Linked DNA regions of Sus scrofa: region 1 is linked to region 2. The links are chromatin contacts, called in public HiChIP or PLAC-seq maps. All regions are on one chromosome and are shown on one strand. The core of a region is the stretch at or near the end of the contact, and the rest is flanking DNA. Distances in the headings are between cores, read along the strand shown.

The links. HiChIP or PLAC-seq counts read pairs in DNA pulled down with a chosen protein or histone mark.
Region 1: a contact with region 2 is called in an H3K27ac HiChIP or PLAC-seq map of alveolar macrophages. The contact joins the promoter of NFIC here to the enhancer-like site in region 2. A contact is called at or near these places in 2 of 5 promoter capture datasets (both in liver), 15 of 47 Hi-C or Micro-C datasets (alveolar macrophages, blood, brain and 8 more) and 2 of 2 datasets of contacts at active chromatin or transcription factors (alveolar macrophages and skeletal muscle).

What each region holds. Positions count from the first base shown.
Region 1 is chr2:75,260,128-75,263,765 of Sscrofa11.1, forward strand. NFIC (nuclear factor 1 C-type) reads right to left here and starts at 2,363. Exons shown (of 10, transcript XM_021084131.1): 1 at 2,150-2,363. The coding sequence starts at 2,152.
Region 2 is chr2:75,211,312-75,215,173 of Sscrofa11.1, forward strand. NFIC (nuclear factor 1 C-type) reads right to left here. Exons shown (of 10, transcript XM_021084131.1): 4 at 2,846-2,920; 5 at 1,926-2,049; 6 at 1,176-1,300. Among named protein-coding and RNA genes, the nearest start is that of SMIM24, 34 kb to the left of the region's middle. Within about 2 kb of position 1,365, at least 58 of the 83 cell types and tissues checked have an H3K27ac peak or open chromatin away from gene starts, as enhancers often do. A contact at or near this core is called in alveolar macrophages, embryonic fibroblasts, fetal liver and 3 more, where this site is marked.

The DNA.
Region 1 (3,638 bases), core at 1,113-3,612, 50 kb after region 2:
TCTGGACATGTGTGGCTGTGAGGGTGTGTCATGGGAGTGTGCACCAAGTGACAGGAGAGGATGGAGGTGAGTGAGGCGCAGGGCAGAGGGCAGTGCTCCGAATGGGCTGGGGAGCTGTGTGTCTGAGCAAGGGTAGAGGGGAGGGTGAGTGCCAGAGTGGAGGGGACTGAGAGGGTGGGCAAGCTTACCTGAGCTGGGGACCCTGAGTGTTATGTATGCATGGACCCCTGTGTCCATTTGAGACCTATTTTTCTCCCCTTCCCAAACAGCTCCTCAAAAGGGGGTGCATGTTGAAGGTAAAAAGGACTCAGGCCTTGGGGCTTTTATATATAGAAAATTATATAAAGTGCCCTGGGGTGGGGGGTGGGGACCCAGCAGTGATTCCCCTGGAGCAGAGAGTAACAACACGGTGTGTCTGGCCCAGTCTGGGGGTGAACGCTGGGAGGCAGAGCTGGGGGAGCGTCTCCCAGCCCAACAGGGCAAAGGGGGTCTTCTGGGCCACCTCCTGGTCCAGACCGAACCCGCACGTATCGGTAACCACCCATCCATCCCTAGAGACCTCCTCATAGGCGGGGTGTGTGTGGGGGGAGAACCCGCTGCCCCGCCCCCCTCTGGGCCAGGTCCCCGCGCAGGCGCAGCCCCTCACGGGAGACGTCGCCGGCCAAGTGATCGCGTCCCGGCGCCACCTCGCGCCCGAACCTCAAGCTGGGACCACCTGGAGCTGCGCGGCTGGGGCACCCTAAGGCAGGGGGAACAGGAGGAGACCCTGTGGGGAGTGAGTGGAGGAGGCAGAGCTGTGGCAAGGTAGAGGAAGTATTCGTCCGGCACCTTGAAGCCTGGATTAAAGGAAAAATGGAACTGGAGGGGTGGGTGAAGAGTGTAGACCCATCCCCAGGAATAGTCACTCAACGCCAAAGGTACACAGCGACATTAAACTGCCCCCTGAGATGCACCCACACGACACAGATCCCCACTCACTGGCAACCCCCTAACCCCCACATACTCACATGGGGACACCCCCACGGTCACCCAGGGACATCACGTCCCCGGGGAACACACAACCCTGCCACACAACTTCACAACACCGCCCCAAAGGGGACGCATGGCAGAGTCGCCCAGTTACCTCAACACACACACTGTCCCATAGCCGCACAATGCTCTTAACACACGCAACACAACACACACAGCCACGTGGATGCGCAGACACACAGATACATAAAGAAGAAGACCCCACGCCTGGGGACCATGGACATGGATGGGGCCACCCAGCCGCACAGACCCGCGAACGCACTCCCCGGACTACTGTGCCGACTCGTTTGAGAGCGCAGGGGTCTCCAAACGCACCCATCGAGTGCGGATGCCACCAACAACAGCGGACCGGACACCGGAACCCTCAAGAGCAGCTACCGGCGCTGGCGGGCCTGGGGCGCGCCCGGCCTAGACCCCTTGACCCCTCTCGGCTAGGACCCGGCCTGATCAGCGGCAGGGCCGGGGTCGGCCCGGGGGCGGGGCTCAGGCGGCACGAGGGCTAGTCGGGCGGCTGCTCCTGCGCGGCGCTCAGCGCGGCCGCCCGCCCGGCTCCAAGTTCAAGGCGCCCGGCGGCGGCCGCTGCGCGCTCTCCGCCCCTCTCCGCAGCGGCCATTTTCCGCTAGCTGGCGCGCCGCGCTTACCCGGGCCGGGACACCCCGCAGGGGCCGCCGCGACCCCAACCCCTCACGGCCCGGTTCCGCGCCCCCTCCCTGGCCCCGGCTCCCCCGCGGGCTGCGAGCTTGGGGGTCTTGTGCCCTGGGTCGCGCCCTCCCGCCTCCCGCCTGGCCAGGGAGGGGGCGGGGGCCTGGCCTGGGGGGGGACCCTCTCTCGGGAGCCCCGCCCTCCCCACCAACTCCGCGGCGCCCTCGAGGGGCCCCCATTTGGGGTCCCCGGCTGCGACCCGCGCACCAGCTCCGCCCCCAGCCGCTGGCGGGGGGGTTGTGGATCGGCGGGCGGAGGTCCCCGGGCTGCGGGCGGGAAGGGGGGGGGTCCTCACATTGAGCCCCTCCCCTGGGCGGCCCCCGCCCCCTGCCCCCCAGACATCGCAACTTTCGCCCGGAGCCCACGCACCACCCCAAAAACTCCCCGGGCGAAAACGAAAGTGGGGGCGGCGACGTACCATGGCGCTGCTGCGAGGAGGCGAGGCCGGCGCCGGAGCGAGCGCGCTCGGTCCCCGGCGAGGGGGGGCCGGAGGCGGCGGGAGGAGGCGGCGAGGGAGGGCGCGCGGGGGAGGGAGCGAGCGCGCGAGGGAGGGGGCTCGCCGCGCCCGCCCCCCCTCGGCCCAGGACCCTCCCCTCGGCCCGCCCTCCCCCCGGTCCCGCGCACCGCCCGCGCCTCAGGCGGCTCTGCGCCCCGGCCCCGGCTGCGGCGGCTCCCTCTGCGGCTCCATCCTCCGTCCGGCCCTCACCAGGGAAGGCCAGGCGAGCGGTCGTAGCGGCGGGTAGTGGGGCCCGAGTCGGGCTCGCTGCGGAGGGAACGGATCCACCTTCACCGCGCGCGCGCGCGCTCACACACATATACACACACATACACACACACGCACGCAGACGGCTGGGGACACGCGCGGACCGGGCCTCCTCGACTCCGACACCGACACAGAACGCACACCGCCGCGCCTGCATCGTGTTACAGACACACAGCCTACGGGTGTCACCTAGATACCCACGGGGCCCACGCTCACAGCCGATGAGGTTCTCGGACACACACCTCTTGCAGGATGCCACGAACACAGACTCACACTCACAGCTTGTGGGTGTCACCCAGACAGACACACGGGGACCCACATGCTTACAGCCTGCTGGGTGTCACCCAGACACCCACAGCCTCCATGCTGTTGCATACACAGACTCACAGCCTGCAGGGGCACTCAGACACTCACACGGATTGACAATAGTAGAAAGACACTTCAGACCTTGGACGGACCCACAAGCCGACCCCCAGGACCCCTTCCCCTAGGCCATCGCGGCAGCCACCCTTGCCAGTGAGTGCAGGTGTCCCGGATACACAGACACAAACAAGCACAGCGGAGAGACGGGACAGATGGGGATACAGACAGAGACTTGGACACCGAGGGCGACAGACCTGGGGGGGCAGGGGTTCCCTGAGGGTCCCGCAGGGGCTCCAGGCAGGGCAGGGGGCGGGGAGAACGCGCGGCGGCTCGGTAGGTGTATGGGGGGGAGCGGGCGCCCCCTCCCCAAGTCAGGATTAATGGCGAGGCCTCCGCGGGGTGGGGGGGAGGGGTCGGGCCGAGGAGGGTCAGCGCCCCCGCCCCTGCTGCGCGGGCCGCGGGCTGGGAAGCCGTGCCGCAGCGCCCCCCCCCACCCGGCCGAGCGCTTTCCCGCAGTCCCCCCTCCTCCTCCTCCGGCAGCCGCAGAGTAGGCACCGCCCCCTTCTCTCCGCCCCCCGCCCCCCTTCCCGGCTCTGCGTCTGGCGCAACTGGGGGACGACGGGAGGGGGGCTGGCCGGTACCCCATGGGGTGAAGGAGATTCTGTTGCGGTTTTGCTGTCTGGATTCCCCACCCCCCGCCTGCGACCTCACTTCCCTTCAACTGGGGCTCCAGGATTCTGGGACCCCTTTGGGGAAGTGGTTCCCTGCTCCCCCAGGGAGG
Region 2 (3,862 bases), core at 115-2,614:
GTAGGCTGAAGACACAGCTGGGATCCCGTGCTGCTGTGGCTGTGGCCATGGCTTAGGCTGGCAGCTGCTGCTCCCTCCCCTAGTCTGGGAACTCACTTTGACCCCTGGCCTGGGAACTTCCATATGCCGAGGGTTCAGGCGCCACACCACACCCCCCCTCCACAAAGAAACTGAGGCCCAGAGAGGTGGGGTCACCAGGAAGCTAAGGGCTGAGGGACTCGACTGCCCATGTTTGTAACCACTAGGCTATCCTCTGGCATGAAGTTTTGATACAAGATGGGGGCTGGGAAGAGCCATGCTTCTAAAATTTTGGGGCACAGACCCAGCTGAGGATCTGAGGAATGCCAGGGTCACCCTTCCTTCAGGCTACTTTGCTAACAATTTCCTGAAAGTCACGGATGCTGACCCGCTAGAGAGCAGCAAAATCAGAAGGTGAAAGGGATTTTTTAGATGAGAACCACAGTGAAGGGAACTCCACAGGGAAATCTTCAGAAAAAGCTCCTGGGGAGACGGTAAACAAACAAAGAATCCCGATGAAGCAGCGCTCGACAGAAAAGAGACCCTTCGGAACCACTGACCCTACAGAACAGGAATCCCATGAAAGGAATCCTCTGGAGAGGACCCTAGGAGGACAGAAGAGCAACAAGAAAATCTACGGGAAAAAGACGCTATGAGAAAAGAGGCGGGGCTCCTATGGAACTGGAATCACATGGAGCAAGATCCTACGGAGATGGAAATCCTGTAAAAACAGGAACTCCAAGGAGGACCCAGCGAGAAGGGAGCCTACATCGCAGGACCTTCTAGCGACGACCCTTATAGCTGACGGTCTATAGCAGACTCCAGGAAGAAGCATCCCGTAGATCTCAACCGCTACTAAGTCAATTCTGTAGATCCGGAACCCCACAGAGATTGGCCCTTACAGGCAAAGCGCAGGAAAGCCGGGCAATTGATAATCTCCGCCCACCCCGGCCAAAGCGGAACCAAAGAGTTCCGGAACTTTACTTCCAAACGTGCACAGCCGGCGCGACTACAATTCCCAGGAGGTCCCGCGGCTCCAGGCCGGTTCCCAGCTCCCTAGCGTCTCCCGCAGTGCCTGACGGAATACGTAGTCCCAGCCCAGCCGCTGTAACCGCGACCGGAAGGCCGGCCCGCCCCCGCCGCGCCGCCAGCCCCACCTCCTTCCATGTCCTCCGTCCAGTTGCGGTTGCTACTCGTGGGAGAACTGGGCGAGGTGTAGTAATCGCCGCCGGGGCTCGTGTCCACGTCTTCCTCCATCGAGCCCGATTTGTGCCGCTTGCTCCTAAGGGACGAGGGGAGGAAGCCAATAAGACGGTTACCAGGGAGATGCAGTGGGCCAGGCGGGCTTCGCTCCTTCCGGCTCTTAGGGGGCGGGGCGAAGGCAGTGCTATCGCGAGACAGAATGCGAGCCGCAGACCTGCAGCTGGTTCTCACTTAACACCTGTTTCAACCTGCCAGTTACTGGGATGGGATGCCTGGGGCTAGAGGCAGGGAAGGACTCAGTCGAGGTCCAAGCTAGCAAGCTAGCAGAGTGGAGCCTAAAGTGCTGAAGGCCTTGGCCTACTGCGATCCTCTGAATAATTCAGTAGGAGTATGATCCCATTTTACAGATGGGGAAACCGAGGCAGACAATGTGATCGACTCATGGTTATATAGCGTATCTCAGAAAGAACCGGTGTCTGCATTCTTATGTAGTCTTAAGGTGTGGGCTTGCAGGACTCGAGGCTGTGGGAGCCCAGAGTAGGACATCAGGGCTGGGGAAAGAATCACTTGGGAGCTGGGTTTTGAAGGATGAGTAAGTTTCCCAGGTGGAATGTGAAAACAGAGAGAGGAATGAACAAGATGGGGCTGGATGGAAGTGGGCGGGGGGCCGTCAAATGACCATAGGTTTGGCTTTGGGCACATACCCGCTGGAGGAAGTGCTGGGTAGCGTTCTTCTCATGCCAGTGCTGGCTGGATTTAGGTCATATGCCAGGTGCCCCTGAAGCTCCCCCAGGGAGAAGTTGGGTCCTGTTCCAGTCACCACAGGTGCTGTGGAGGGCAACAGAGAGGAGAGTGAGGGAGGGAACAAAGCCCAGGGCTGCAGTTTGCCCTGGAGAGGTGGGGGGAGCCATCTGAGGGCTGGCAGTCTGAAAGGGAACCCCTTCCCAAATTGACCAGTTTCCCAATTTGGCTGAAGCTGGCCTTATTCTATGGATCAGAAGCACCAGGCCACTGAAAGAGGCCAAGGTCACACTGTGAGGTAGAGGCATAGCCAGAGCTGGAGGCCAGGCTTCCTGGCACTCCCAGAGGCCAGGCTCTGCTGATCTGGGCAGGGAGGGCAATGGTTAGGGTTAAGGCAGGACAATGCCCAGAGCTATTTGTGGCAGGATTCAAACAGGGGTGTCTGGGGGGGGGGTTTCATATGGGTCCCCCGCAGGTCCACAAGTAAGGCAAGAGGATAGGGAGCAAAGCAGATGGGGGAGGGGCCCTCTGGGGTCTCCTCCTGGGGGGGTGAGGGAGGCCCCAGGAAGTGGGGATGCTGGGGCAGAAGTTTCTTTAGCCCTTCCACCAATCACCTGGAGTCTTTCCTGGGGAAGAGCATTTTGCCCTAACCTTGGGCTCTGGGGTCTGGATACCGTCCTTCCTAGGAACTTTGGCTCGGTGACAGTTGTGGCTAGAGAGGACATGGGGGAGTGGGGCAGGGTGCTGGGCTCCTTCTTCTTCTCTGAGCCCTGCCTCTCCCCAAATCCTTTTTCCTCTTGAAGCCCCCATCCTGAAGACACTTCTCCTTTCCAACCCCCCTCCGCACTGTGGGTCCCAGCACAGTGTGGGTGAGGACACTTACTCCGGGACACTTGGATGAGCTCAGTGACACTGAACACACCAGAGGTGACGAAGCTCTCCTGGAAGTCGGTGGTGTCTGGAAGAGTAGGAGGATGGGGGTCAGCAAGCGGTCACCCAAGCTAGGTCTGCTCCCCGCCCCCCCTTGATACCTTTAGGCCACCCTGACTCTAGGGGCTGGACCCAGCCCCGGTGCCCCCTGTCCCCTGCAGCCCAAGGATGGCCAGCTAAGCCCTCCAGTCCGATGCCAGAGTCCTAACACAGCTGGAGTGGATAGTCTTTCCTGAGTGTGCTGTGTTTTTCTCCCTGCAGCCTCACCCAGCCTCCCCTTCTCCAGCCCGAGCCTTCACACAGCCTCCCTGTGGGTCATGGTGTTCCTGGCAGTGGGAACAGCCAGTGCAAAGTCCCTGGGGTTGGGATGCACTTGGCAAATCAGAGGCCAACAGGGCTGGAGTCAGGGAGAGACTTCAGACTGGAGGCGGGACCCTCAGGTGAGCAGCTCCTATTTTTCTGGGGTAGTAGAAGAAGTTCTTGTCTTGGCCCCCAGGGGGCAGCAGGGAGCTCACAGCAGCGCCCAGTTCCCCAGAGGTCTGCTGCCCCTGATCCCTGCTTTGTGTACACCATTTCTTGAGCAATTACTACCTGCCCAAGCCCACGATGGGAGGCTCGGGACCATTACATCCCAAGGAGGACAGGGCGGTGGCCCTCAGTGTCCAGGGGAAGTGGCCATGGCCATTTCCTGCTGACCCAGCTGGCCAGCTGGTGTCAGCATGTCCCTGAGCCCTCCCCCCACCGGGGTTTCCTGTTTGTGCAGCGCTAGCCCAGCTCCATCTCCAGGGGACTCCCTGGCGGGTGGGGAGGAAGTGATTTCCTCCACCAGACGCTGGAACTCCCAACGGGACCAGGCCAAGCGCCGCAGCCCCCACCGCCTGCCTTGAACATCTGGCTTGGAGGGAGGTGCCTGGAGATCACAGGAGGCCAGGGAGGACTCGGGTCACAGATGGCCAGTGAGGTGTGGCCT